Linked DNA regions of Mus musculus: all the other regions are linked to region 1. The links are chromatin contacts, called in public Hi-C, HiChIP or PLAC-seq and promoter capture Hi-C maps. All regions are on one chromosome and are shown on one strand. Each heading gives the region's core, a stretch centred on a gene start, on an enhancer-like site or on the middle of the called end of the contact. The rest is flanking DNA. Distances are from core to core; before and after follow the strand shown.

Region 1 (4,003 bases), core at 591-3,090:
ATAAATAAATAAATAAAATAAAATAAAATTGTAATATAGCTTGGCTGAAATTTCGTTTATCTGAACAGTATTTTTTTTAATTAAATTGAATATGCTTCTCTGGGTTATAGGAGCTGCAATTTTTTCTAGTGTCTCCAACACCAATATCCCATAAATACACCAGCTACTTCGCCTGCCTAAGTAAGCTACCTGCTTTTCTCAAAGCGCCTGCATTTACAGCTATTGTTTTATTTAGTCTATTGTGCCTTTCATTGGTAGAGACGGACACATGAGTGATGCTCACAAGATTTTATACTGTTCCTTCCAAGGTGAATTCTAAAATTACCTGAAATAACTGCCATGTGCACACAGAGGGCGGGGTCAGAATCCACTGCCTTCTATCTCCAGTTTTTAAACCTGACCAATGCTTTATTTTATTTTAGACCCTGCCTCTTACAAGGCACCAATCAACTGTAAGTAGGAAGTTTAGATTCAACCCTGCCATTCAGACTAGACTGTCAAAGGGGAGGGGGAGGGGCGATACCACTAGGAGGTATCAAAGCCCAGCTCCTGCAGCCCCTTTTCAAGGCTCCCAAAACCCTTTAAGAGCATCTTAGGTCTAACCAGTGTTTATAGCTCTGAAAAGAGACCCAGCTTCATTCGGCCTGTATCTCCATCTCTTTGGACTGATTCCTTAGCTCTTACCATCAGAGGGAGTCAAAACTCAGTGAAAATCAGGGTTAACCCCCCACCCCCACCCCCCAGCCCACCCCAGGGAGCTATGCCGCCACGTGCTCGGGTCTGCCAAAAGGTCTCTGCTTGTATTCCACCCCTTAAGAGAAAGTCCCTCCCTGTGTCCTCTTCCTCCTTCCCCTCATCCCTCCTGATGCAGAGGAGCCCTCCACTCCCAGGCAGAGAGAGCATGGCGCGCACACGTGGAGGCACAGCAAGCTTTGAATTCCAAGCAGCTTCCTGAAGTGGGCAGGGAGGAGGGATTTGGGATGCCTCTGTCACGCGTGCAGGAGCCCCGTCCTAGGATCACACCCGGCTCCAGATCCCTTACCCTGGGAAGGGCCGCACGCACGCCTTGGAGCTTCCGAGTGAGGCTTTCTGGCTCCGGCTTCTTGCTGGCAGGAGAGCCTCGGTCCTCCCTTCCTCACCCCGGGCTTCTCCGCGGGCAGGGTGACTTCAGAGCGTCCATGCAGGCAGGCAGGCAGGCAGCCTGGCTAGTGGCCCCACTTCTGCCCTGCCCTGATCTGTCCCAGCCAGGCCATAGCCGGGCTTTCTGACATGCTGGTGCTGGGGACTTCACTTCCTGGTTTGGCTTTTTTTTCCCTCCTCCTTCACAACTGAAAGTGGAACCGCTTTTGACTAGGAGGAGACAGATATCCAAAGCTACCCTAGCCGGTTTTCAAAGCCTTTAACCTCAATCCCCAGGGGCTGAAACACGAGCCACCTTTGCATCAACACAGTCCACCTGCTCCCGCTGGTCCCACTAGCTCTTCTCCAAGATGAAAATCCAAATGAAAACGAGTTGAGGTGGCCCTGGGTTCATTGCCAGAGAAACGGAGGTGACGTTGTTCCCCGCTGCGTTCGCAGGACAGGAAAGTCCAGCTAGAGGGACCTCCGCCCTTAGGTTAGATGCAGCACGACTGTCTCTTTCTCTGTGTAGCTCCTTTCGCCAGTCCCCAGACCTCCCTGATTCAAAAAGCCAGGCACCTCTGCACCTCGCAGAGACAACAGAATAGATAAATAAGCCAGGAACCACGGGGGCAGAGAGCCATTCAGTTGAAGTGGCTCCCTTTCCGCAGACACACCAGCTCAGCTCCGGCTCTCACCCCGCCAAGTTTAAGGATGAAATGTGTTCTGTGACCCCTCTTACACCTCAGCATTATCCGGGTTCACAGTTGTCTTAATCGATCACCCTTTGAGGTTCTGGTCTCCCAGGGACACAAGGAGACCTCGGTCTCAGAATTGGAAGAGAGATGACAGGTTCTGCCCCCTCCCTCTCCCCCACTCCCGCTGCAACCTCACGACACGCAGAATCAAGTAGCATTTTCCCGGCCTTGATCCCTCCAAGGATTGACAGGAAGTTCAAGGTGAAGACTTCACTAGAGTGCTAGCCTACCTTAGGATTCCTTCTTTGTGCAGAGAGCACCCCATACCCACCCACCCCTGCTATAAAGACCAGGAAAAACAAACCGGTGCCACACCTCAGAGACCTGCAGGTCTGACCCCTTGGGAAGGACGGATAGAGGTGCCTCTAGCTTTTGTTTAATTTTGGAGCTCAGCTTCCCAGGAGACTTTTCTCCCCCCCCCCCCCGGCGTCCCCCCCCCCCCCAGGAAAACCTCAGGTGGGAAAGTGCATGCCAAGCCTCAGATGTCTATCTAGGATATCTATCTCTGGTTTCTAAGTCCTGTTTTATCCCATCTCCCATAGCAGGAGCACACCAACTAGTCTAATTGTTGTTTTTGACGTCATGGATCTCTAGAATTAAGTGTCCGTTTCAGCAAGGGCTGGGTCATTCTAAGATCTTGTTGTCTTGTCTTTCCATCCAGTTCCACCGCATGGTAATGACACTCTAAATGTTTCCCACATGGGGAGGATTCTGACATCGCCCAAGATTTCTATACGATGGAGCAGACCGTAGAGACAGACTAGGTCAACTATAGCTCTACCACTAGCTATACTAGTGGGTTAGGCATACTACTCCCCTTATAGGAGATGCTCCTAATGTCACCACATACCCTGCCTTTAGGATGCTTTCCAGACCCTAAGAGTGTCACAACCCGGAAGTCCTTCCTCCCTCCGGAGACATCAACAATTGTTAAGTGGCTCCTCTTAAGAATTTCTGAATGGAAGATGAAAGAAACCTGCATCCTTGCTCCAACTTTACCCTTTACAAAAGGCTTTATACCCTCACATTCTCTTCCAATTCTTTTGATTTTTTTTTCCTCTTCTAAGAGTCAAGTGGCTCAAATGTTTTCCTTTCAAATTGACATCTTTCTTTGCCTCCCACACAAGTGAGCTGAGAGATTATCACCCCTGTTATGAAAGAGCTTTAGTCAGGTTACAGATGAATACACACTCACTTTCTCCCCCGCCATATCTATCTACTCCCTCTAGCCCATAGGCCAGAGAAGGCAGCTTACCTCTTGAGAATGGTCACAGCAGCTAGGTTGAGGAATGGCTTCTCTTGCAGCTAGCTCTCTCTGTTCAGCACCACATGAAGCTGCCTCTGCCTTTCCACGCTCCAGGACGAGGCGCACCTGAAGCCACCGGATCTTGCTCTGAGTGTCCTGCCAGCTGCTCTGGAACCTTTGGACCTGTTTCGATAGAGGTGCAAAGGTAGAAGTTACCTGCTCACTCAGAGTCACCTCTGACAGAAGTGGAGAATTTGGCAAAAGGTTAAACAAGAGATTGTTAGGCAATGGATTTAAGAGGGGGAAGAAAAAAATAGAGCAATTGGCTCAGAAAGCTGCCATTGAATGGGGTGGAACTTTTTAAAGGTCAGCTTCAGGGAAGGGACAGGCATGCGTATGACTTTGCATAGGAGTTTTCTCCCCCCCCCCCCCCCCAATCTATGGGTCTGAGACAGGAAGAGGCTAGACTAGACAATAAGGCAGAGAAAGTGCACCTTCACTTCAGGAAATGGGGAAGTCACCCATATCGGCTCAGGCTGTGCCTATAAGATCTGGACTGAGTAGAAGTTTGTGTCTGGAGATGAGCCTTCTAGGAAAGCCAGGATATTTCCAGGATTCCAAAGCAAAGAAACAGAGATATCCTGAAGTCCCCCGAGCGTGAGTCAAAAGACAAGTCAAAGTGCCAGAGAGTGTGGGGTGATGGGACCAGGCAGCCCTACTGGCCCCTAGTGAGACACCAGAGGCTGTTGCCTCATGACTCAGCCTATCTTCTTCCTTCTATCCATGTGGAAGGTGCGCATCACTACACTGTTACTAAATCATTAAGACCACAAAGGTATCATCATAGAGATAAGAGGCTCTGTAGGCCAGGCAAGATTTT
Region 2 (4,003 bases), core at 1,105-3,604, 1.9 Mb after region 1:
GTCTGTCCTGCGCACTGTGAAGAGTGAGGCGTGAGGTGTTTATCATTATCAAATGCTGCATCAAAATAGATGATTTCCCCACGTGGTTTATTCCACTATAAAAGACATCTATGTTTTTACTTATGGACAAGCTTTAAAAAGATGTCATTTTGGTTTTCAACACATACAAACAGTTATCAAAATCTCAAATAAAAATGCTGCGGTGGCTCAGACCTTGGCTGCTATACTGCGTGCGCACCTCCTCAGCTCCGCGCAGACACCGAGGCACACAGAGCTTTTCCTCCTGTGATTCAGGCCGTCATGCATGGGCTGCCCCTACGTGGCCGAAGGGTGGCGAGCGGGTGGTCGGCTGCTCTAGAGCTAACAATGCAGGTAAGGTTAGCTGGCTTAGCATGGAATCCAACAGAAAGCCGGGCTGCGTCAGGGCCTCTTTCAAAAGGCTTCATGGAGTCTCTCCTTTTGTAGAGCACGATATGAGCTTTTTAAAAATTCATTTTGTTTAAAAGAACTGATCATCCACAGGCTTCATGATAAACAGAGGCTGAGTTTTAATAGCTCTTCAGCTATCTGAGATTAATGCCTGATTATCCTGCCTTTTCCTTACTCTAAGTGTGATTTTGTTTCTAGGGCCAAGAAGCTCGGGAAGGGTTCATAACCCTATCCTTAAATGTCTGCTCACCACCACAGAGTGAGCAAACTGCAACAGGAGAGTGAAGTCTCCATTGTCTCTCAAGTCAACCTGGTCAACTCAAGATAATCACGCGCATGGTTTCTGCTGCCGTTAGAAACTGTACTCTTTCCAAATATAGGAATATTTGTTCTACCAGGGAGGCTCTACCCCACTTTTCGTTAAGTATTTGCTTAAATACAGGTCTTCTGACCGTTTTGTTCAAGTATAGTTTTTAGTTTTAAAGAGGAGACTGCATCATGAACCCAATTTGAGAGCCGGTGTTGACTCGGCCCAGTGAGCGCTCCGCCCTGCACTGTTAGGCCATGCTGGGTCCTAGGACGCGAAGGAGAGTTTGACACTGGCACTGGAATAACCCTCGTCACTCCCGACACTCTGCAGGCTGCTGTGGTCGTCAAGGTCACTGATGCTGGTGGTACTGACACTGTCTGCTTCTCCATGGGAGAACTCTGTGCTTTCCACATCCACTTCAATCTCCTCTGCGGGAGGAAGAAAGAGAAAACAAAGGGGGGCATTAATAATCTGCATGTGCACTTTCAGAAGTTAGAGAGGTTATCCAGCAAGGTTATCCGTGCTCTATCAGGGACTCTCCTGCAAAGAGCAATCTGGTATACAGTGGTGGTCTTAATTTAGGCAGCAAGTTTACTAAAACCCTTTTGACGCCAGTCCGTCTAGACCTCCCACTAAAAGCGCTTGGCCTGTTTGGGAATTAGTACTTAATATTAAAAGATCCCAACCCAAGTGGTTTAACAACATCTGTTTTACATTAAACCAAAAACTAATTCACAGCTCTGTTTATTAATCAGGGTTGCTTTAAAGAGGTTGGGGTCATGGAGAAATAAAATTAAAGATAGAAAATTTATGTTTAGGCATCCGAATTTTTTGGTGGTGTCAACTCTCTATCATAGATCATAGGTGGATCTATGGATTTCTATGGATTCATCAACAAATTCTGAATAGTAACTAAAATAAGCTAATCATAAAGTAGGTTTAAGGGGTTTGCTTTTGATTTTCTTGCATGAAATATAGCTTCAAGCCATGTCCCTCTCTCATGGTAAGAATTCTGCATTTTCTTTCTCTCTTTCTTTCTTCCTTGCTTCCTTCCTTCCTTCCTTTCTCTCTCTCTCCTCCCTCCCTCCTTCCTTCTTTCCTTTGAGATCTGTTTACTTATGTATATGAGTATACTGTGCACTGTGGCTGTCTGCAGACACACCAGAAGAGACACTAGATCCCATTACAGATGGTTGTTGAGCCACCATGTGGTCGCTGGGAATTGGGAATTGAACTCAGGCAGGACCTCTGGAAGAGCGGTCAGTGCTCTAAACTGCTGAGCCCTCTCTCCAGCCCCCAAGAACTTGGCATATTTTAAACAGAACTTTTTCTAAGTCTAAAATTTATTTCAAAATAGAAAGAATGTATATACATATATGAAAAAAAATTGTGGTTCACAAAGGCACTGCCAGAGAATGTTAGGGTGCACAAAGCCCAAGCTGGGGGCTGGGAGTGCGGCTGGGCTCACTCTTCCTAACCTAGCACATGCTACTCGCTGGGTTTGCTCTCTAGCACCAAAACAACAGAAGCTAGACGACAGTACTACATTGGTTAGTGAGAGCCGATGCAGTGTCTACAGTCTCCCCGCCCCCACCCGTCTCGGAGACTCAGGACTTCCTTAGAAAGAGAAGCTGCCTACCTCGCTCTGAATCCGAGCGATCTGAAGAGATGGTTGATCCAATGCTGTCCATTCGTATCCGCTCCATCTCCTGAGGCCCCTGCAGCTGTTCCAGTCGCCGCTTTAAAAACCTCTGTTCTCGTTCCAAGTTCTCTAGCTGGTGCTGGCTCTTCCTCTCCGCTTCTTCAAGTTTCTAAAATGAAGATGTTTTATTCACACCTGTAGTCCAGTCTAGTACAGTAAAACTAATTCCTGCCACAAATACACATATGTGGGTATGTATGTACCCTTGCATATATAAATACTGAGAAACACTTGCGTTTTAAACATAAAAACAGTGGTCTTTTTCCTGTATGGATGCTATGTTACTTGAACAAATGAAGTGAACTATAAAAGTCTGTGAGGTAAGTTCCACAAAGAGAAACCTCCTGCAATGTGGTATTCAGTGGAAAATTACTGAGAGATAAAGCCAAATAACAGCATCTCCGCCAGAGGGCGCAGCTGCCTTCCTTCAGGGTATCGGAAAGACCTTCCCCAGCATTCTCAGGTCTAGATGGCCACGCTGTAAATTTTTTTCATTTATTCGCATCATGCTGCCCCACTGGATCGCTGGTGAGATTTTACAGCCGTTTCTCTGGAGGGCAGTTAGTGAAGAAGAGGACGGTCTAGTGAGCTGTACACGACACACACAGGAATCAGTGCAAATATGGAAAGAAAGATTCTCACCTTGATGTGTGCTTTGGCTTTGTTGAGCAAACCGAGTGTTGTGTGCCTGGTGCAGTCTGGGCCCAGCGGGATCAGAACTTTCAAGCGTTCTAAACACAGGCGCAGGTGAGCTCGTCTAAGAAAGATATCAGCCAATCAGCACAGCCTGGAGAGCCACTAGACACACACAGCAACTTTGAGCTATTAGCCAACAGCCATATTTCACTCCCAACTTTTTAAAGTACCTGCACGGTAGTGGCGCCGACCTCCCGCCCCACCACTCTGCCCTGCAGACAGAAGTCACTTTAGATTATCAGCCCCCATGAACTCTGTCAGACAGCGAATTGTCTAGGCCGCTCCATAAGCTCCGTGCTGTGCTGTTACTAAAGCAATCGAGCTTGGTTTCCCAATGCCTGAGAGCACAGGCTGGAGTACCGGTTTCAGCTACGGTACCTCAAGGAGCTATAAAACGCACTAAGGTTTCCACCTCCTTCCACCTTTTAATTTTACAGACACACACAGACACACACACACACACACGCACAGGCACGCACCCACACTGTTCAGTAACCGCAGCCATCCCAGAGGGCTGGATGTTGTTTATGTAGAGGCAGAAGGACGTGAACACTTCCTGATCTTCAAACATTTTTTCAGTCCTTTATAAAACGTCAATTTCATGTCCAGCGCAACATGGACGACAAAACTGTGCCTGCGGTGGTGGGTTTCACACCTGTGTTGTGAGCGGGCTGCTGCTCATTCCTTTCCCTTCCGCCCTCATGAGCTACCCTGTTTTCCCCACAAGGAACACAGGTGACAGAATTACTTGCTTAAAGTCCCGAATTCTCCGACAGACCATTCTCTGGGAAAGTCAGAGGGAATTTCTCCTGGAAATGCTCCAGGAGAGCCTTGTACACTTGTGGTCTCCAACTATGACCATGTAC
Region 3 (4,003 bases), core at 497-2,996, 1.9 Mb after region 1:
GTGACTCTAGAGAAGTCTGACTAATACAAAGATCCAATCAACATTTACATACTTCATTATCATTTCTCCTTTTGCTTGTTTGGATCTTGAGATAGGCACTTGCTATTAGACCTGGAAGGCCTGGAGTACACTAGTCCAGGCACTTTTTAAATTTCAGTTGATTTTCCTCCCTCTGCCTCTGGTGTACTTGAGACCAAACCTTCAGGGTTCGGACTCCATCTTAGAGAACCTGACCTAAGGTTAAACTCAAGTAAACTAACAGGCCAGTATCTAGCACCAGTTTCCAGGCTACGCCCCCCCCTCCCCCCAACAAGTCCTGTGCCTAACACCAGTTTCCAGGTTACCTCACAACAAAACCTACATCCAACACCAGTTTCCAGGTTATTTCCTAACAAATCTACAACCCTGCGTTTGCACCCCCGGCCCCCAGTTCTCTTGCATCAGAGAGGGTGGTGAGGCCCAAGCTCGAGCTTGAACAAAAGAACCTAGTTCAATTGCATCAGAATCAGCTCCCTGGTGGTTTTTTTTTTGGGGGGGGGCTCATGAACATTTCCTGGCACAACAGAGACTACACACAGGCACCACCATACCCATCTTTTTAATCTTCTAATCCAAAACAGTCCTTACTCCTTTTAATAGCATTGCTTCCTTCTTTGTTGCTGTGATAAAACACCATGACCAAGGCAGCTTAACGATTTTATTTTAGCTTATGGCTCCGGAGTGAGTCTATAATGGCCGGGCAGGGGCAGCAGCAGGCCAAGGACATGATGGCTGAAGTATTTTGTTGTGAGCCGGCATCAAACTGCACATACAGCGCCGAGAGCTCAAATTTAAGTGGTGTGTGTGTCTTTAACCTCTCCAATCTGCACAAGGCAGGGAACACCTCTAAACTACTCCAAATGGCCAAGACGAAGGGAGGTATTTCTCATTAAAATTACATTACTCTTGAATTATTTAAGTCAAAAAAAAATCGCACATTCTGGATGGGTGTTTCTTTCCTCACGGACATTCAACACGTTATGCTTATTATTTCCTTTAAACTCAAAAGGGCTTTGATTATACTTCCTCAGAGGTGACAGTCACTTCATGTTGACTGTCACTCGGTCATAAACATGCATAAAGTAAGGTTGTCTCACAACTAGTGATGCTGAAGTTGATCGCTGGGTGAGCGATTGCCAGCTTTGACTCTAAACATCCTACCTTTCTCTATTTTCTTACATCACATGGCTTTTACCTACCATGGGTGATGCCTAAGCACCTCAAATGGTCACCGTTCCACTTCTATCACTCTATCTTTATTGGCTATATTTATTTTCTAAACAACAAAAAACTTCCCTTCTCTTGACTTCAAGGTCTCGCTCTGTAGCCTTGGCTGGCCTGGAACTCGCTATGCGGGCTCAGACTCAGATCCGCCGCCGCCATCTGCCTCCCTGTGGGACACAAGGCACCCGCCATCACTCCCAGCCCGTTCCCGGTACTAAATCTCATCAGGGCTGGGCAGAAAGGCTCGCGAGTTTACGCCGCAGGGAACCGGAGGACAACACCCACCACAGAGAACCACTCGCTGCCGCTCCCAGCACGAGGCGGAACTGACGTAAAACGAACATGCCCTCTGCCCCCGGCGCGGCCCAGACACGTCACTTCCTGCCCATCAGACCACACCCGCTCCGCCTTCCGAGGCTGCAATCGCAGGCTGCTGAGAGGGCGGCGAGGGTCATGTGACCCGGGCGCCATCTTTTCCACGAGAGTCCGTAGGTCTCGCGAGATCTCGCTCGCCTTGTCTCTCTCTCCTCCTGCCCGAGGCCGGCTTCTCTCCCCTCCCCCTCGCTGGCGGACTTTCTCCTTTTCCGACCGAGGCTCGTCGCGGCGGAAAATCTTTCCCGGCTGCAGCCGCCCCTGACGCCGCTCGCCTCGCCTCGCCTCCCCGACCCCTGCCCGCCGTCCCGACCCCAGCCCCACCCAAGGTAACGAGCCCCTGAGGGAGAGTCAGGCCTCCTCGGGCCTCGGGCTGGAGTGGAGGTGGAGGCGGAGGCCGGAAGCGAGGGCGCCGGCGTCAGAGCTGGGCCCGGCCAGGGCAGTGTGGGGAGGCAGCGGCTCTCGCACCCCCCAGTGGACGGCCCCGGCCTGCGTGGGGGCTTCCGGGACGAGGCGGCGAACGTGGCCGTCTGGGGGAAGCCTCTGTGAGGGTGCGGGGCTCGGCGGTTTCCATGGACGCGGAGGTCTGCGTTCCCTGGTGGGAGATGGTGGACCGGGGCTCCAGCGGGCTCGGGGAAGCCCGCGCGCGGACGGGAAGACTCGGCCGGGGTTCCAGGCTTCCGGTGGGCCGGAATGTCCCGGAGGTGTCCCCCGAGGACCCGTATGTTTGCCCCGCGGCCGCCCAGAGGGGCTTCTGGACCCCTGGCGACGCCGAGCTGCGTTGGGCGAGAGGCGGGTTTCTAGGATGACCTCCGTGTGAAGGAAGAGTGAGCGCTCCGAGCGGTTCCCTCCACCGGAGAGAAAGGCGAGGAAACGCCGAAGGTGTAGTTAACCGAAAACCGCTTCCTCTGACTGGGGGGAAGAACCCGTCCGTGCGAATTTTAATTTCTCTTGATTTTTGACTTTCTCAGCTTTTGAAAAGTATGTCGCAGTCTTTATTGACATACACTGTCTTCCTATGATATATGATACTTAAAGAAGAAGCAGGGTTTTTTTTTTTTTTTCTTTTTTAATAGCATGATTTTTCCGGGGGAACTCTTTCTGTGTAGAATTGACCAGCCGTATCTGCAGTCTTTAGAATTTAATTGCCTTGAAGTTTGTGGATTAGTTAAATATGAATAAAGTTAAAATGGTGATGAACGGAACTTGAATTTTGTAGCAAGAGTGATTTAAATTAGACAGGTCAGAGGAAGTTTTTTTTTTGTTGTTGTTTTTTTGTAATTTGATATTTGACTTGCCTTATGGGCCTTTATTTTCCTCAGATGTCAGAGGATCTAGCAAAACAGTTGGCTAGCTACAAAGCTCAACTCCAGCAAGTAGAAGCTGCCCTTTCTGGAAATGGAGAAAATGAAGATCTATTGAAACTGAAGAAGGATTTGCAAGTAAGTACAGGTGGACACTTGGAGTTGAGGTTGTTTGAGAAGAGGATTTGTCTTTTTCAAAGTATGCATTCAAGACTCGTAGGCACGCAAAGCATCTGAGGAAGGCGCTCCCACGTGTATATGCTTGTTTGTACACAGGTACTGAGGCTTCTCACATTAGCTCCTCTTGGTGTACATCAGAAGGAACAAAACACTCGGTTTTGTAAATCCTGTGTGTACTTACAGGATTTCATGAGAAGAGGCGTTGCAACGGAATAAGCTTTTGTTTTAAAAGACTTGACAAGGAAACTTAGTTCAAAAGGTAACACTATTAAGGGAGGAATATACAATCTGACTAAGATCCTTCTTATGACACAAAATTATCTGAAGATTAAATTCAGCCTTATTTTTCAAAGCTAATGGGGTCTATACTTTTATTAAAACCACATCGTGAGAATGTGTTAGGGAATAACATTCTGTATGGATGTTATAGGTATTTGACTTTAAGGCTGGGCTTTGTAGTTGTTGAGTGAAGTTGAAATAGTGCAAAAGAGATTAGCTTTTTCATGCCAAGTTTAGGAAGAACAAAACATCTAAGGACATGAACTGGGGTTTCAGGACAAATTTACATACCTGTTGCTTCTCAGAACACCAGGTTAAGAAAAGTACCATGGATAACTTGTAAATATCTTACATGGAAACTTTGTTCCTAAGAATGTCCTTCAAGTTCTGAACCCATACTTCAGCAGTTTTCAGGGTGTTTTGATGATTTCTTGCTTATTCTATATCCCATCTAAACAGTCATTCTCTTTATCTTCCTGATGACCATTAATACATTAGATGTTGCCTGCTGTATATGCACGCCTCTAATCCCAGCCCTCAGGACGCAGAGCTAGGCAGAGCTCTTGAGTGCCAGGCCATCCAGGGCTATAGAGTAAGACCTTGTT
Region 4 (4,003 bases), core at 997-3,496, 1.7 Mb after region 1:
GCTCTATTTAAGAGAAAGGGACTCTTTGTCACAGTTTGAACTTCAGTGGTGTCATAAGGGCAGCAATATCTATCAAATACCATAGGCATATCTCTTTCACGCTTAAGCTTTCACGGTCTGAATGAAGGACAAGACCCCACAATGCCAGAGCAACCGGCAAGGACATCTACCCTCTCCGTAACGGCTTTTCACACAGCCAGACTGGAAGCAGCCTAGTGGTTATGACGAAGGCACTACCATGCAGCAACACGGATGTCTCCAAGATCTCCAAGAAAAGAGGCAGGATCTGGTATGACATGGGCTCAATCTGTTTTTAAAAGCCATCCATGGGAGACACTATCCAAGAAGAATTCATTGGTGTTGCTTCTGGGGAGGAACTAGGTTTTAGGGTGGGCTGAAGACACACATCTCCTTAAACACCCTTGGGGCTATTCAGATTGTCACCTGGACACATGTTACCTCATTTTTTTAACAGTGAGAGAGAGACCGCTGCAGAGCTTAGAAAAGGCCACCCACCCTTGCAGATTCTGCAGCTGGGCTGCAGCAACATCCACCTGTTATCTCCCAATGGGATCAACAAGGAACAGTTAGCAAGAGGTGTTAATTAGCTGGGAAGCTACCCACTTGCCTTGGGATCTTCCTGGCCTACAGTGTGTGAAATTCCAACTTGCATGGCTTTGACACTGGGTCTTCAGCTCACTGCACCTGAATTCTGAACCGTAACAGAGTTCCTGGACAAGTCATCAGAGTTTTGGGGCCCTATCTGAGAGCTCTCTCCCCTGCACCCAGGCCAGTGTTCCCATACTTTTGAGGTTAGAAGGCAGGAGCAGTCACAGGAAATGACCCAGAAATCAATGATGTGGGGTTTGAGAGTAATCACACACCCACAACCGGAAGCCAAAGTTATCTCGACAGCAGGTGAAATAAGTCGGGCCTGCAGGCAGCTCTCGGAGGCCTAAAATCAAAGGCCTCAGAATCTCCTCTGAATCTTTGCAGCCTCTGCAGCACCTCTCTTAACTAGGTTGGCCGGTTGGTAGTCTCTGAGGATAATCCCCTGCTGGGGATGACAGGATGAAAGGGGTGGGAAAGCTGTCAGTTCCCAAATTAAGCTTGAGAACGGCCTATTTGGGGAGAGGAGGAGGAGGAGGCTGGAGGATAACAATAAAAAGCAATAAAGGGAGAGGAAGGGGAGGGACTTGCCAGGGTCAAAAAGGCAAGAGGCCCACCAAGACACAGCCTAACGTGCTCTAATTGTCTAGGCGGGAAGAAAGGGGACACCGCGGCGCCACTCTCCTGGGGGAGGGTCTCAACTTGTTTGATCGCGCTGATCTGTACAGAAAGGTTCCGACCCCCGTGGCCTGCCAACGGCGCCAATGACCAGCATGAGCTCTGGGCCCCCGGAACTATTAGGGAGCACCGCCCGCAGCACCTTCCCAGCCCACCCAACCCAGAGGACAGACAGGATGCCAGACGCTTTCGAGGAAAGGCGGGTGGGGAGAAGGAAGCCCTGGGCGCTGACGTGTTGCAAGGACCTCCCAAGCGCACGTCAAACCCCGGGGTGCATACTCCCGCAAGTGGTGACTTTCTCCGGTCCAGAGTTCCCATGCAGGGAGGTAACCCTGGGGCCTGGTAACACAGGGTGCAGGGGAGCAAGGGAGGGTGGCAAAGGGCAGTCTGCTCCCGGACGAACTCACCTTTAAGGAAGTAGACCCGCGGGCCGGCGGGCAGGCAGGCCAGCAGCGAGGTGAGCACGACGCGCGCGGCGCTCTCCTCCCGCAGCTTCTGCCAGTGGCGGCTACCCTGGTCCAGCACGACCACCGCCGCCACACCGCCGCCGCCCTCCTGCAGCAGCCGAGCGCGGGCCGCCTCGTCGGGCAGCACGTAGCGCGCCGACACCGCGCCGCCCCGGGCCCGCCGCAGCACCACCGAGTTGAGGTTGACGTTGAGCGAGCCGCGCACGCTCGACGCGGCGAAGGCCAGGTAGGGCCGGCAGTCGAGCACCACGCAGCGCGCCTCCGCCTCCTTGCGGAGCATCTTGCGCAGCTGGCGCCCGTCGAGCGACGTGACCTTCATGCCGCTGCCACCCAGCGGCCCGACGCTGCGCGCCCCACAGCTGCCAGAGGACGGGCGGGCCACCTCGCGGGGGCTGTGGCCTGCAAACGGAGCCCGGCGCGAGGGGCCGCGCGACGCTCTCCACGCCCCGCTCGCTGGGCTCCCGGCCCCGCCGCTCGCTGCCCCAGAAAGCTGGGGATTCCGCCGGCAGCGCAGCGTTTTATGTGAATGAGTGCGCGTCCTGTGACGTGAGTGCCCATATAAGGCCAAATATGGGTATTTCCCCGCCCCCTGGCTGACCACGCCCATGGGTGGAGCTTGCGGGCACCCGCCTCCACCCAAGGAGCAGGCTGGAGAGAGGGCGTCTTAGAGCGAGAAAGAGGAAGTGGCGGGCGATCGCTCCCTCTCTCGGGGGGCCCGGCGCCGAGAGACTCACTCACGCATCACCCCGGACTACCGGTGGAGTGTCAGGAACGCCACCAGGCCGAGGTGACCCACGCCGTGCGGGAAGAGGAGGTGACCGTGGCCGCGCTACGGAGCCCCTGGGGCCTCCCGGTGAATCCCGGATTCCGGTCGCTCCCGGTTGTGTCTGCGTTTGCAAGGAGATTTAGCCTCTGAGATGAGCCGAGATGCGGCGTGGCTTGGTCATCTTGATACTGGGGGCTTCTTTCTAACACGTTACCCCCACTTTTGTTACCTTTTAATTTTCCGTAATAAAAGTTCCTGAGAGTAAAAAGGAGGAGTTGTGAATGGGTGAGCCGGAGACGTCAAGTGGATTCTACTTCGGATGATTGACAGTCCCCTTTTGGCTCTCTCCAAAGATTGCTCTCTCCAATGTACCACCCGAGCTTCATAGTGAGACCCTGCCTCAAAGAACAAAACAAAACAAAAAGCCCCACCCCCACCCCCGAACAATACACCGACTCGGGAGCTCTGTGGTTCTGGGCAGCTTGTGGGGAGCTGTAAGGCTCAGTCCAGTTAAACTGTTGTCCGGGTGGCTTCTGGATTTGTGGGATTATGGTGGATAAAATGTAATCCCAGGCTGTCTGCCCCCGCTATTCTCTCGGGAGCTTCATGCTGCCTGCCCCCATTCCCGGAAAATTAAGTGTGATTTGTCCCCTCTGCAAGTATTTACTGAGGGCTCTGCTAGCTGTCAGGGCACGTGGGATGCAAATGCGTTCTGCCTACAAATCCTTTGCCAACTATTTCACTGTTATCTTTTCATGGAAAACAAAACAAACCAAACCCTTGCATCCATTTACAGCCCCCATAAGTGGATGAGATTTTTTTTTTTAAGGAGAAAGCAGAAATCACATTCTGCTATCCAATCAATCAGCCCAGCAACAATAATGGCTGGCATTGCTTCTGGGTCATATCTTCATTCAAGCAATCGATTCAATCACTGTATACTCTGTCCTGAGTATTCAGTGGCTGGCCTGTAATTTTAGCATCTTTGAGACTGAGAAAAAAATATCAAAAACCCGAGGCCAATCTAAGCAATATAGACGCCCGCACCCACCCCACCCCCCACACAAAACAAACAAACAAACAAAAAAACACCAAAGCTGTAGCTAGCAGGCTCCACCCACGTCTTTCATCTCAAGCCTCACGAAGAATACCCAGCACCGGCACCAGCCAGTCTTGTGTTAGACGCTTGGTAACACGGCTGGAAGCAGGACTCCAATCCATCAGCCCCAGCCCAGGGAGGAGGCCTGGTCCCATCTCGGGCCTCTGTAAGTGTCTGTGTCTGCACACCCATGGTGTGTGGGCTGTGGTGGAAGTGGAGAAAGTTTCTCAGCCGATGAGAGCTGAGACAAACTTCCAAGAATGAGTAGAAACCACTTGCTGTGAAGGAAACAACCCAGCCTGTTATGCCTGGAGGTGTTTGAAAGACTCCCCCTCAGAAGAGAGAAATTAACACTTCTGCAAACCCATGGTTTTGTCTTCACTT
Region 5 (4,003 bases), core at 932-3,431, 1.7 Mb after region 1:
CAATTCCTCAACTCAAGAGTCCTCTCACTTTAGCCTCTTGAGTAGCTGGAACTAAGTAACCACTCCTGGATTTCCTTCGTTGTTTTCTTTCATATGTTATGTAAATAATGCCTTGTTCTCTAAAGGCCTTCTGTGAACACTGGCATTTTTTTCCCCTCGACTAAGTCTGCTCGCAGATCTCACCTATCCTGTACTGACAGTGCTAGATAAGGTCCCGATGAGGCCCCATCAGAATTCACTCCTGCTGGTACCAGAAACCCCAACCTCTATTCTCCAGGACCACCTAGCCCACTGTCTAGAGTACCTCATCTGGCTGGCCTAGCAAACTGCAACTAGGACACTGTAACAGTCAAACCACCAATGCCAGAACCTCTCAAGTCTAGCACTAACTTCATCCATCCTTCAAAATTCAGTGGCACGTGGTTTCCTCAGCAAAACGGAGACTTTAAACACCAAAAAAACCTTAACTAAGTACTGTTAATGGCAACAATCATGTGAGCTTTAATCTCAAATTTCCATATCCCTTCTCTTTACTCTTTCCAATGGCCTTCTGAGACAGGTAGTGTCTGTTCACGTCTCTCATAAAAACTCACACTCACAAAGAAATTGGCAAGGGAAAAAGACCACAATCTGCAAATAAGCCATCCTTCAAAGAAAGTAACAGTGATGGACTAAGAACAAAACAGGCGACACCCTCTCATGTAAAAGGTTCTGAAATGAAGACACATCATCAACATCCTACACACACACACACACACACACACACACACACACACACACACGCTAGGCAAACATTCCACTACTTAACTTACACCACTGGGCTCCAAAATGATTTATCCGTCTGAGTTACACAAAAATTTTATTTTTATAAAATAAGCAATTCATCGGTGCAGACACGAAACAGGTAATCCCATGGAGGAATATTAACATTCAAAGACAACTCCCGTCTCCCCTGGCCTGTCACGTCTATCGGTAGCAATTCTAAGTCTAACATGGTAAACCAAGAACACTTACTTACCGATGACATTATGTTTGGAGCTGAAGGGATCTACAATTGTTTGGTCTCGGTAACTTCGGAAGCCCTGGATGATCACCTATTAAAGAAGAGACAACCCTTGAGAACACAGAAAGCACTTCTAGGGCAACATTCTTTCCTTCTCCGTCTCTTGCTTCTCACGCAAGGCAAGACAGAAACGGTCCACTCGGCGGAGACCATTGCGATCGGGAGCAAGCAAGTTAAAGATTCGCTAAACCCCTTCCGACATGGCCTGCAACCCTTGCTGGTGCAGGGCTGCTCTGGGAGAAGCTCTCCAAACCCAGCGGCTTCGACCCCGAGCTCTGCACGACAGTAAAGGTCCAGACAGCAGGCAGGCGAGCGGGCGGGCGAGCGAGCTGGTCGCAGCTTGCCAGCCTGCGAGCCCAGTGAGAGGGCATCCTTCAGTCAAACCACTGGCCAGCCCCAATGAGTCCATTGAGAAAAAGAAATAAGATAATAAAAATTAAGTGAAAAGGGGATAGATAGGATCGCAACGCTCCGAGCCTGACCCGTCCAATAGAAAAACGTCGCCCAGCGCGTGTCCCGGGGGCTCGGCGCTCGCGCGCGGGAAGAGCATTTTGACAGAAGTAAACAACCGAGTGAGCAGGCGCGACGCGACCTGCTGCGAGGGTCCGCCCTGCTGGGGCAAAGCCTGAGGCAAGGCGGAGAGAGCCTGCAGCCCAGCCCGGGGCCTCGCGAAGGCGGTCCATGCACCGCCATGCCTGCCTGCAGAACGACGCGGCCTCCCAGCAGCTCGCAGCAGCCCGCGGCGCCCGAGGAAGCCGGGCCTCCGCCTGCAGCCCGCCGCGCCCGGTCCCGCTCGGCTCCGCTCGGCTCCACGCACCGCGCCCCGGGGGAAAGCGCCGACTGCAGCCCGGCGCTCGGCTCGTCAGGGCCCCGCTCCTCCCCGCCCCCCCAAGCCCAGGCCGGCCCTAACCCACCCGCGGCGCGCTCCGGGACACCCCGCCGCCTCTCACGGCCCTTACCTGCTTGATGTACATGGCTCCGCGCCCCTCGGCAGGGGGAAGGCGTCGCCTCAGCACCGCAGCAGCGCGGCCGCAGGCTCGGAAGACGAGCAAGACAGCCCCCTCCTCACAGCGCTCCGCTCGCTCCCGCTCGCTCCCCCTGTGGCCAAACAAAATGGCGGCGGCCGCGGAGGCGGGGCCCGCGCGTCGGGCGGAACCACGATGGAAGCGATGCGGATCGCAGGGGGAGTCTGGGCCGGTTCCACTCTGTCGCGTAGGAAAGGCCCCTCTCCCGCGGCCCTCTTAGACGGACCTGATCTGAGAAAAGGATTTTCTTATCCTCTTGTTTTGCTGAGAATCACTTGGGAGTCCGACTCGGAGGAGCCCCGCTCCAGAGGCCGGCAGGAACTACCTCCGGACGCACGGACTATGGTCGCGCCCGTGAGGGGCGGGGCCTGCTCGGCGCCAAAGCCTGGAGTGAGACGAGCGGAGCCAATCGCCGAGCGCGCCGGAGGTCACGTGGTCGCCGGGCCGCTTAAAAAGGACGTGGCCTGTCAGCCTAGCGCCCGACTTGAATGTAGGTCTCATTGTGACTGCCTGGGGTTCTGAGCTCAGAACCTCCGCGCTTCCATTATTCTCTTTATTAGCTCAGAGCGCCTCCTGCTGGTTCCGAGCCTCCTGACGGCTCTGAGAGAACTGGAGGACGCTAGGACATTTGAAGGGATTGATTTAGGGAGGTTGTCTTTAGTTTTCCAAGCCCCGATTTCACCTTGTAGCTAAGGATGACTTTAAACTCCTTATAGAAAGACCTGTACAATTGCCACAAATAAATTTCTTGAAATAGGTAAATTAAAAAAAAAAGAAAAAAGAAAAAAAAAAAAAAAAAGGAGCCGGGGTGGTGGTGCACGCCTTTAATCCCAGCACTCGGGAGGCAGAGGCAGGCGGATTTCTGAGTTCGAGGCCAGCCTGGTCTACAAAGTGAGTTCCAGGACAGCCAGGGCTACACAGAGAAACCCTGTCTCGAAAAGAAAGTAAGAGAGAGAAAGAAAAGAAATAGGTAGGTACTAGGGTCAGTCCCTAAATGTATAGGATTTTTTTTAGCCCTGGCTTTCCTAGAATTCGCTCTGTAGACCAGGCAGGCCTCAAACTCAGGATCTGCCTGCCTCTGCCTCCCCAGTGCTGGGATTAAAGGCTTATGCCATCACTGCCCGGCTAAATGTATACAATCAGTGTAGGGAGTAGAGTTCTGGGCAACTCTAAAATTGCCTACTGGGAAATAAACAAACAAACCTGGACGACCTAATAAGGTCCTGGTCACCATTCCTGCTTCCTGAGGCAGTTCTCACCCTCAACATGTCTACGAGGAAGGGCAAATCTTGTGCCCTACTGGGAATCCTTTATCTGAAACTCTGGCCAAATTCCACCCAAAGTTTGAGGGAAAAAAAAAAAAAAAAGAAAAAGTATTAAAAGAGAAAGAAAAGAAAGAAAGAAATTTAATTTAAAATTTCATTTTGGGAGTTAAGGACCTCTACCCCTGTCAGTTTGTGAGGGTTTGGGGTATATTATAAACAGAATTCTAAGCCTTCATTCAGTTCCTCAGGATGACGGCTGGGTTTGCAGTGCAGTTGGTAAAGCCCTAGTTTGTCATACAGGAGGTCTTAGACGCTTCCCCAGCACTGGGTAGCCTAGTGGCACACATCTGTGATCCCAGAACCCTGGGAAGGTGGATGCAAGATCAAAAGTTCAAATTCATCTACTGCTTAGTGGGTTTGAAGGAGACCCTATTTTTCAATAATAGTGAAGTCACCAGAACTTTTATGATGGTTTCCACTACAATGAGATTTTTACTTTCCTTCTTAGGCCTTTACACATTTTATGAACTTTATTCAGTTAGCTTGTATAATCATATAAATAGGGGAAAAAGGTTTTTTTTTTTAAATCTCTACAATATCAAATAAGTGATTTTAGACTATTGCCTTGTTTATATTTATTGTCTCTCTCC
Region 6 (4,003 bases), core at 775-3,274, 1.6 Mb after region 1:
CTATATGCAGAAGGAGCCATCTTTGAAAGGGTCCCTCATGTCTTTTTAAAATAACATATTCCAGAGATGGAATTTTCCAAATAAGATAATAAATGTATAGTTTACATTATTAATTCTATGAAGAAACTAAAATGCATCTTAAATTATCCATTTTCACAAATTGAAATGTTTTTCCTACCTGGCAGTACTTTAAATAGCCATTTGTGAAGATTTCTTTTCTGGGAATAAGAAGTTCCTAGTTTTCTTCTACTTAAAACTGAGGGGAAACTCAGGCTAATTACTAAAAAACAAAGCGGTTTTGATAAATTTAACATGCGGGCTGATTTCAGTACACACATCACTGGTTCACAGAGAAAGATAATAGTTTCAAATTCACAACTGATCAATTTGAATGCTTTAGTAAAAAAGACTTTAGATGTAAGCAGTTTTTATCAGTTGACCTCTATTTACGTTGCGGATCGAAGTGAAACTTCAGGAGATATATAAAGTGTCAGTTCTCTTTAGGATTTGCTGGACCGCTTTACAAAGAGAGGAAAAAGGACCACCTTAGGAAACTTTTCACTTTTAAAAAGTTGCAAATTGCAAGTAGCTAAAAGTTATGTAAAATATCAAAGTTAAATAGGACTTTAGGAGTCAACCAGCCAACAGATAGGAAACCATTTTGTCCTGAAACGCGACACCCCCCCTCCCTGTTATTGATGGCAAATTTGAGTTTTCACTCTTTTCTATTAGATAACTCGCTTTTTAAAGCCATTCAGAGTTGACTACTATTTGCTTCCATTTCCTTTTCCATGTTTGCTTTTTTTTTCCTTAGTGCATCGTAGTGAGTTTACAGAATCCCCAAGATCAGAACAGCCAACAAAAAACCCCAGCTCCTCATGTGAGTTTTCCTGAGTTTACATGTTCCAATTAGACTTGTGGAAACACTCAAACTATTTTTCAGGACTTTGTCACAGGTGGACCAAGCCTGAAGCAAAATAAAGAGCCTTCGAACAATCCGACATTCTAGGCCTCAAACTGTCAAAACAATGCTTTTTAAGGAGCCGAGGGAGTAAAACACCAGCGGTTTACCTCTACGCTTCCCAGACGGGATAAGGGGCTTCCTGGGACCCCTGACCACCCCAGCTTACCAAACCAATGAAAAGAAGAACGGTGAGGTTCACCACGGTATCTAGGGGAAACCTTTTCTGCAGCTGAGAACTCCTTGCAAGGGCCATGTTGTAAACTGTTTGCGCGTTGTTTACAGGCCCTCAACTCCCTTTGTCCCAAATCTCTAGTTGACTCCACTAAAGGTAGTTTTGTTCTCAGTGGCGATTTATCACACACCCTTCACTAAGCGCTCACACTCACGCTTGACCCGTCATCGTCACCGTAATACATTCCAGTGGTCTCTAAGGATCAGAAGGATGAAAAAAATAGTCTCTGGGTCATTTCCCCCAACTTCGAGCTTATGAAGTTAAAACAGATCCAGTACCATCAGAAGAGAAAAGAGAACACATAAGAAAAGGCAAAAATTATGCCCCACCACCACCACCACCACACACTAATAACTTGACTGCGTTCTACCCAATATCACCAACAAGCCAGAATGACACCGACCCAGCTCAGAGCGCCAACAACACTTCAAACACAAGCGGGGCGGGCGAAGTTTAGCAAAGGATGGAAATGAAGCCACAAAAGAGGGCCCCTGGTGTGTGTCCCAGGCTCACCCCAGCCCCACTCCATTCTCCCTCTTACTTTTGGATGATCTGGGGCAGGCTGGCTTGAGGCTGAGGCGGTGGCGGTGGCGGCAGAGGCTGCATCCCTTGCTGGCCCTGGGGCACGGAGGGCCCCTGAACACCGGGCATAACGCAGGCATCTCTGTCGGGTTGCTCCGGACCGCTGGGATCCGCGTCCTGGCTCATGGCTACTGCCAGCACCATGCGCGGCGACACCGGCCCGGGCTCGCAGCGAAAGAGCGCGCGGGAGGGGCGGTCCCGGAACACAAGCGCTCACTGGCCGGGGTCCCTGTGCCCAGTCCCCTTGTCCTTCTCGGTGGCGTGGGGAGGAGACGAGAAGGGTGGGGAGGAGACAGTCCCCGCGGCGCCGCCTCCTCCACCTCCCGGCGCTCAAGCTGGAGAGGCTGCGGAGGGGGCGGGGGACAGGGACAGGAACAGGGGGCGTCCCCGGGGCCACGGAAGCCGCGAGACGCCCAGGAGCTGCTGCGCGCGGGGTGACCGGGACAACTGTGCCTGTCCACCCGAGGCACAGTGAGTAGCAGCCGCCACCCGCCACCGCGAGCCCTTCGGGGTGACCAGCCAGGCGCTCCTCAGCGCGACACCCTCGTGAGAGGGCGACACGCCGGCCCGCCCCGCAGCCGCCCTCCGCCGCCTTGTAGTTTCTTCCGGAGCTCACAGGCTGCCCGGCTCCGGCAGAGTCCCGAGGACATCGCCAGCGCGAAGTGCGCCCGGGGCTTGGCATCCTCCTGCGGCTGGAGCCCAGCCAGCGCCTCTGGAAGGACCCGACACTGTCACATCCTTCCCTAGGTGGGTGGGACTGCGATCTCGGGGCCCAGATGATCAGGCCCCGGAGCTCACCACGCTGGTAGTTCCAGCTGTCGCTTCGGGGGTCCCAAAGGCGACGGACAGGGTAGCAGTGGATTCATTTCTTTGAATTTTCCCACGAGAGCAAAAGAAAACCAGGCACACGTTTCTTTCATATTTATTGGCAGCGTCTCTGGAAATTTAAAGGATAAGGAAGAGAGTTCACCGACTCTGTTAATTGCCCGGAGCCCACCTGCGCCGGACACCCGTGTGCACCGGGGTGGCAGCTGTGCGACGCACTTGTGAGGCTCTGAGGGCGGAGCAGCTGGAGACGGCGACAGGGGACACCTGCTCCCGCAGACCCTCCTGCACCTGAGCACCGGCCGGGGAGTGGCCGCCTCGTGCTCTCTCGGACTGTGCTGTTCCGTGGTGTTCCAGACACGGACGCCCGCGGCCAAATTCCTCTCTCGTGCGTTATAAGCCAGAGGGCAGCGAGCTGATCCCACAGCCTGAAGTCCTGCCTGCCTGCTTCACACACCAGAAAATTCTAAAGATGTCTCAAAACCTGACAACTGCTTGAACTCTCTGAAAGATACTTTTTGTCCCTCCTGACTCTTGTGTCAATTTCCCCTTGAAACTGCCTACTCTGCCACCCTACCTTAGAGAGCTTCTCTCTCTCTCTCTCTCTCTCTCTCTCTCTCTCTCTCTCTCTCTCTCTCTCTCATTGCCAATTAGAGTTACGATTATTTGTATTAAACATCACACACATCATTCACAATTCACACAAGTCTGACAAACAAACAAACAAACAAACAAACAAAACAGAACGTGTGGCGGCGGGTGGCACATGCCTTTAGTCCCAGCTCTTCACTAGAGAGGCAAAGGCAGGGGGATCTCTGTGAGTTGGAGACCAGCCTAATCTACAGAGCACCAGGACACCCGGGGAGACACAGAGAAAGACTGTCTCGAAAAAAAAAAAAAAAAGCAAAAATCTCTCAAGTAAACATGGCTTACTTGCTGGCCCCTCTCAGAAGCAGAACAGGGTGTCTGAAGACACGGGCAGTTTTCTGTGATCAATTTCTGTCACTAACTTCTCGAGTGTGGCTTCCACATACTCCATCTTACCCAGGCACACATACACACTCCCTTAACCCTGGAGGAAAACACCTAAAACTAACATTGAGACTCTCCCCAAAAAAGACAATGAATGAAGTCTTCCCAGATGTTGCCAGAGAACCGTCTAAAGCGTCTGGAGAGAGCTCTGTAGTCATGAGGCAGATCTGTTTACTGTCTGGACTGCAATGCACCAATGGAAAGGTATCCTCTCTGAGGGTTGGTTAGCAAATGTGACGGAATTAGGAATAATGAGGCCCTGGCTCCAAGTTCGAGGTGGGGGTGTTTCTTGCAGGCAGAAGGGCTGATTTTTACAAGTGGGATTCTACAGTTCAATAGTAGCCAACTTGAACAAGGTATTTTTAAAA
Region 7 (4,003 bases), core at 389-2,888, 1.5 Mb after region 1:
AGGGCAAACCCCAGAGCATTTTCAAGAGTTTCCCTCTGTAAGCAATGGCCTGCAGATGCTCCCACAGAGAACCAAGGAGCTGGGGAACAGGCTCTAGGGAATGCTCCAGGACTTGACCATGACAACCCTAGTATGAACCCCACATGACACAATGCCTTTGTTAATGAAGCCCAGCTAGCCACCTGAAGAGAGGCCCTCTCCCTCTCCCTCCCCATCCCCCCATTCCTTCCCCCCCCCCCCCAAGCCTCTAACAAGCAACACCACCATGCAAGTGTCACACAGGACACACTATTGGGTCTTGTCTTAGTTTGGGTTTTACTGCTGTGAAGAGACACCATGACCAAGTCAACTCTTATAAAGGACATTTCATCGAGGCTGGCTTACAGGTGGCATGCAGGCAGACATGGTGCTGGAGAAGGAGCCAAGAATGCTACATGTTAATCCTCAGGCAATATTTTCAATCCCCTAAAAGAGCAGCAAGTACTTTTAACCGCTGAGCCATCTCTCCAGCCTCTAACAATTTTAAACAAAAACAAACTAAACTAAACTAAAACCCAAAAATGCAATATATGTGTATATGTGTGTATAGATATATAGATATATAGATATGAATGAATGACAGAATATTATACAGTGTGTACCTCCATAAAACAAGGTGGTCCACTGGTTCTGTCCAGTCCTTCCCCCAACCCACCAACCCTGTCCTTCCCCCCTCTCCCAACCCCTATACCCTTTCCCCACCCCCTTCTCCAACCTTCCCCCTCCCTTCTCTCCCCTCCCCTCCAGCCACCACGTCCCCAGTGAGGGACTTCTGAGATGGCACTATGGACTTCTGAGATGGCACTATGGAAGGAGACAGGAGGTTTCCATGCAAGCTCCTGGAAACAATAAAAAGTTCCAGGCCAATGAAAGACTCAAATAAAAGGTTTCTGAAAGTCCCTGCACTGATCCCTCTGCCCAGGTTGTCCTCTGACTTCCACATATGCCCTGCATTCTGCATACTCACTCCTGTCCCTGCACACGAGTGTGCGGAAAGAGGGGGGCAACACACTACAGAAAGGAGTAGGAGGAGAGTGACTAATTTATACAGATGCCAAACAGCATCTGATTGGAGAGTGAAACCTGCTTTCCTGGTGCCGCATAATAACCTTTATTCGACAAGAACTGGAAAAATGCAAACCCATGGTACAGCCTGGCATTGCGGGGGGGGGGGGGGCGTTCAGCTTCGGGCTTGTAACTTGGAAATGAGGGGAGGGGTCCTGGCCAGCGACACCCCAAATCCCGCCGGTGGAAGCAGAGCAGATCCCCACCCCCCACCCCATCCCCCACCCCACCCCCACCCTCACCCCCATGCGGCTTCTGCAGAGCGCATGCTAGCTAGCGTCCTGGAGCATTGGTATAGAGGCGGGAGAACGATCCCTTCTACCCCGAATGCTTCTTAGGCACCCAGTTTTCAAGCATCTATCAAGGTTGAACTGCTAGATCTGCTAATCTAGACCTCAAGGAGGAGGGCTGGAGCCGACCCATGCCACAGCAGCGAGCCCCTGCCGCTCCCGCTCCCTCAGCGGGTCAGGACGGTCAGGTCTCACCACTGCACTCCTCCCATGCGCCACCTCGCCTCCAGGCGGCGACAAGCTGCTCGGTGTGCTCACAGGAAACCAAAGTCCAGGAGGGAGTAATCTTAGCAAACCTTAGTTCTCTGAGAACAGTCCATCGATGGGAGAAGGGAAGCCCTACACAGGCCCCTCCTCACGTATAAAATCCTCACCAAAACTCATGCCCCAGGAGAGACAGCGCAACGTTAAGAGCACCAGCTGACCTTCCACAGGATCTAGGTTCCATTCCTAGCCCCCACAGATTGGTTCACAATGTCTGTAGCTCAGTTCCAGGGGATCGGATGCCTTATTCTGCCCGCTAACACTAGACACACAAGTGGTGTGTCTACAATACAAGCAGGTATATTCAAGATAATGTTTTCAGTGCTATACCCATGGAAAAGAAAATCCACGCCCAGCATTTCTATTCAAACTGACCCTAGTACACAAGACCCAGTTCAAAAGCCTAAAGAAGAGTTGCAGAGATGGGTCAGCAGTTCACAACCGTCTGTAATTCACTTTCTCATCTAGGGCCCTCTTCAGCCCCCGCTGGCTCCGGGCATGCACATGGGACACAAGTGTGCAAACCACTCACACCCACAAGACAGAAATAAATGAAAAACAAACAAACAAACAAACAAACAAACAAACAAAAAAACCAAAAACTTGGGCCCAAAGAATTCCTAAGGGATATAAATGCATATCTATATAAACTAACATTTTTTAAAAATCTTTACCAGAAAACGGACTTAAAGGAAGCCAGGGGTGGTGGTTCACATCTGTAATCCCAACACTTGGAAGGCGGAAGGCTAAAGTAGGAGGGAAGGAGGTGGGAGAGAAGTCTTGCAGGAGGTGTTTCTTGGAAATCATGTTAATAAAAATGTAACACTATGTCTTAGTCAGGGTGTCTATTGCTGCAACCAAACCCTGTGACGAAGGTGAGGAGAAAGGGGTTTATTCAACATACAGTTCCATATTGCCCTTCATCGCTAGAAGTCTGGACAGGAACTCAAGTATGGCAGGACCCTGGAGGCAGGAGCTGATGCAGAGGCCATGGAGGGATGCTGTCTTACTGGCTTGCTACATCTGCTTTCTTAGAGGACCAGAGACCACCAGCCCAGGGGTGACACCACTCACAATAGGCTGGCTCCCTCCCCATCAGACACTAATTAAGAAAATGCTGATCCTGTGGAGGCCTCTTCCCAATGGAGGTTGCCTCCTTTCAGATAACTCTAGTTCATGTGTTCAAGTTGGCATAAGACTGGCCAACACACTGGTTTTAAATACGATGCTAATTTGCTTAGGTTTTTGTTTTGTTTTTTTTTTTAATCTTGATCTACAGCAATGTAGATCTTTAACAAGCACAGTACTAGGGCAGGCAGTGTTCTTAGCACCACGCCCGTGTTAACTACTCTGTAATATTAACTTTCAAAAGGTAGGTACTACCTGTCATCAAGGGTTTTCTGTAACTATAACAAAATACTTAAGGCTAGGTGCATTACCCAGAAGAGGTTTATACAGTTCACAGTTTTGGAAGCTCAAAGTGAAAGATTAAATAGCACTGTAGATAAGCTCTGTTAAAGGTCTCCTGGGCCATATCTCCACAGGACACAACATGAGGGAGACAGAAAGCCAAAGGAATTTGGGGACCAGGCTCTCTCTGAGAACTCTCTGGAATCCTATAGAGCTTCGCTGGTCCCTTCCCAAGGCAGTGCCTTTGAGGAATTAACCACTACCTTCCCAGAGTTCCTACCCTATACCAGCTCCTCAACACCACAGCAGAGACCCACCCACCTTCCAGCACATGACCCTTTCTTTGGGAAGCACACCCAAGCTATATTCAGAGCATAGCACCCCACTTTACAGAGACAGCAACTGAGGCATGGCAAGACAAAATAACCTGTTCGTGGTCACTGTCTTAGTCAGGGTTTCTATTCCTGCACAAACATTATGACCAAGAAGCAAGTTGGGGGAGGAAAGAGCTTATTCAGCTTACACTTCCACACTGCTGTTCATCACCAAAGGAAGTTAGGACAGGAACTCACACAGAGTAGGAACCTGGAGGCAGGAGTGGATCTAGAAGTCATGGAGGAGTGCTGCTTATCTGGCTTGCTTCCCCTGGCTTGCTCAGCTTGCTTTCTTTTAGAACCCAGGACTACCAGCCCAGGATGGCACTACCCACAATGGGCTAGGCCCTCCCACCCCTGATCACTAAATGGAGAAAATGCCTTACAGCTGAATCTCAAGGAAGACCTTCTCTCTCCCAGCCTCTCTGTATTCTTGACACTCACTGGGAATCCAATTAGGTTCTGCCTGTCCTGGGCCCTGCCTTTCCCTTCAGGTGTGTGGATGCCCTAAGGAATGCAGGGGTGGGGAGCCCGTTCCTGACTCCCATTGGTATGCCGCCA

Evidence for each region. Promoter capture Hi-C pulls out the DNA fragments that hold promoters and counts their contacts. A called contact is a pair of places that touch in the nucleus more often than the background predicts. HiChIP or PLAC-seq counts read pairs in DNA pulled down with a chosen protein or histone mark.
Region 2: a promoter capture Hi-C map of embryonic stem cells shows a contact between it and region 1, with 5 times the contacts expected there. The contact joins the enhancer-like site here to the promoter of Acsl5 in region 1. A contact is called at or near these places in 5 of 39 promoter capture datasets (the 3T3-L1 cell line, embryonic stem cells, hippocampal neurons and 2 more), 1 of 484 Hi-C or Micro-C datasets (B cells) and 1 of 115 datasets of contacts at active chromatin or transcription factors (large pre-B cells).
Region 3: a contact with region 1 is called in a Hi-C map of B cells, with 6 read pairs. The contact joins the promoter of Smndc1 here to the promoter of Acsl5 in region 1. A contact is called at or near these places in 7 of 39 promoter capture datasets (the 3T3-L1 cell line, the C10 cell line, frontonasal cranial neural crest and 3 more), 1 of 484 Hi-C or Micro-C datasets (B cells) and 4 of 115 datasets of contacts at active chromatin or transcription factors (embryonic stem cells, epiblast stem cells, large pre-B cells and 1 more).
Region 4: a promoter capture Hi-C map of pre-B cells shows a contact between it and region 1, with 4 times the contacts expected there. The contact joins the promoter of Dusp5 here to the promoter of Acsl5 in region 1. A contact is called at or near these places in 2 of 39 promoter capture datasets (hippocampal neurons and pre-B cells) and 1 of 115 datasets of contacts at active chromatin or transcription factors (pancreatic cancer cells).
Region 5: an H3K27ac HiChIP or PLAC-seq map of epiblast stem cells shows a contact between it and region 1, with 7 times the contacts expected there. The contact joins the promoter of Smc3 here to the promoter of Acsl5 in region 1. A contact is called at or near these places in 12 of 39 promoter capture datasets (the 3T3-L1 cell line, 3T3-L1-derived adipocytes, the C10 cell line and 8 more), 5 of 115 datasets of contacts at active chromatin or transcription factors (T-cell acute lymphoblastic leukemia, embryonic stem cells, epiblast stem cells and 2 more) and 1 of 9 other capture datasets (liver).
Region 6: a contact with region 1 is called in a promoter capture Hi-C map of embryonic stem cells, with 4 times the contacts expected there. The contact joins the promoter of Rbm20 here to the promoter of Acsl5 in region 1. A contact is called at or near these places in 15 of 39 promoter capture datasets (the 3T3-L1 cell line, 3T3-L1-derived adipocytes, the C10 cell line and 9 more) and 11 of 115 datasets of contacts at active chromatin or transcription factors (the NIH/3T3 cell line, differentiating embryonic stem cells, embryonic forebrain and 6 more).
Region 7: a contact with region 1 is called in a promoter capture Hi-C map of hippocampal neurons, with 4 times the contacts expected there. The contact joins the enhancer-like site here to the promoter of Acsl5 in region 1. A contact is called at or near these places in 10 of 39 promoter capture datasets (the C10 cell line, the HPC-7 cell line, the SN4741 cell line and 6 more), 9 of 115 datasets of contacts at active chromatin or transcription factors (the NIH/3T3 cell line, embryonic forebrain, embryonic hindbrain and 6 more) and 1 of 9 other capture datasets (embryonic stem cells).

The regions. Positions count from the first base shown.
Region 1 is chr19:55,251,206-55,255,208 of GRCm38.p6, reverse strand. It overlaps Acsl5 (acyl-CoA synthetase long-chain family member 5), which reads right to left and starts at 1,840. Exons shown (of 22, transcript NM_027976.2): 1 at 1,043-1,840.
Region 2 is chr19:53,368,737-53,372,739 of GRCm38.p6, reverse strand. It overlaps Mxi1 (MAX interactor 1, dimerization protein), which reads right to left. Exons shown (of 6, transcript NM_001008542.3): 4 at 3,084-3,198; 5 at 2,379-2,550; 6 at 1-1,167. The coding sequence ends at 1,004. Among named protein-coding and RNA genes, the nearest start is that of Smndc1, 20 kb to the left of the region's middle. Within about 2 kb of position 2,354, at least 28 of the 459 cell types and tissues checked have an H3K27ac peak or open chromatin away from gene starts, as enhancers often do. A contact at or near this core is called in embryonic stem cells, where this site is marked.
Region 3 is chr19:53,388,377-53,392,379 of GRCm38.p6, reverse strand. It overlaps Smndc1 (survival motor neuron domain containing 1), which reads left to right and starts at 1,746. Exons shown (of 6, transcript NM_172429.3): 1 at 1,746-1,964; 2 at 2,958-3,077. The coding sequence starts at 2,958.
Region 4 is chr19:53,527,388-53,531,390 of GRCm38.p6, reverse strand. It overlaps Dusp5 (dual specificity phosphatase 5), which reads right to left and starts at 2,246. Exons shown (of 4, transcript NM_001085390.2): 1 at 1,695-2,246. The coding sequence starts at 2,073.
Region 5 is chr19:53,598,574-53,602,576 of GRCm38.p6, reverse strand. It overlaps Smc3 (structural maintenance of chromosomes 3), which reads right to left and starts at 2,181. Exons shown (of 29, transcript NM_007790.3): 1 at 2,023-2,181; 2 at 1,019-1,094. The coding sequence starts at 2,037.
Region 6 is chr19:53,675,327-53,679,329 of GRCm38.p6, reverse strand. It overlaps Rbm20 (RNA binding motif protein 20), which reads right to left and starts at 2,024. Exons shown (of 14, transcript NM_001170847.1): 1 at 1,738-2,024. The coding sequence starts at 1,922. Gm46653 (a long non-coding RNA gene) reads left to right here and starts at 3,559. Exons shown (of 2, transcript XR_001782674.2): 1 at 3,559-3,839.
Region 7 is chr19:53,702,671-53,706,673 of GRCm38.p6, reverse strand. All of the region lies in intron 1 of Rbm20 (RNA binding motif protein 20), which reads right to left. Among named protein-coding and RNA genes, the nearest start is that of Rbm20, 27 kb to the right of the region's middle. Within about 2 kb of position 1,638, at least 41 of the 459 cell types and tissues checked have an H3K27ac peak or open chromatin away from gene starts, as enhancers often do. A contact at or near this core is called in embryonic stem cells and hippocampal neurons, where this site is marked.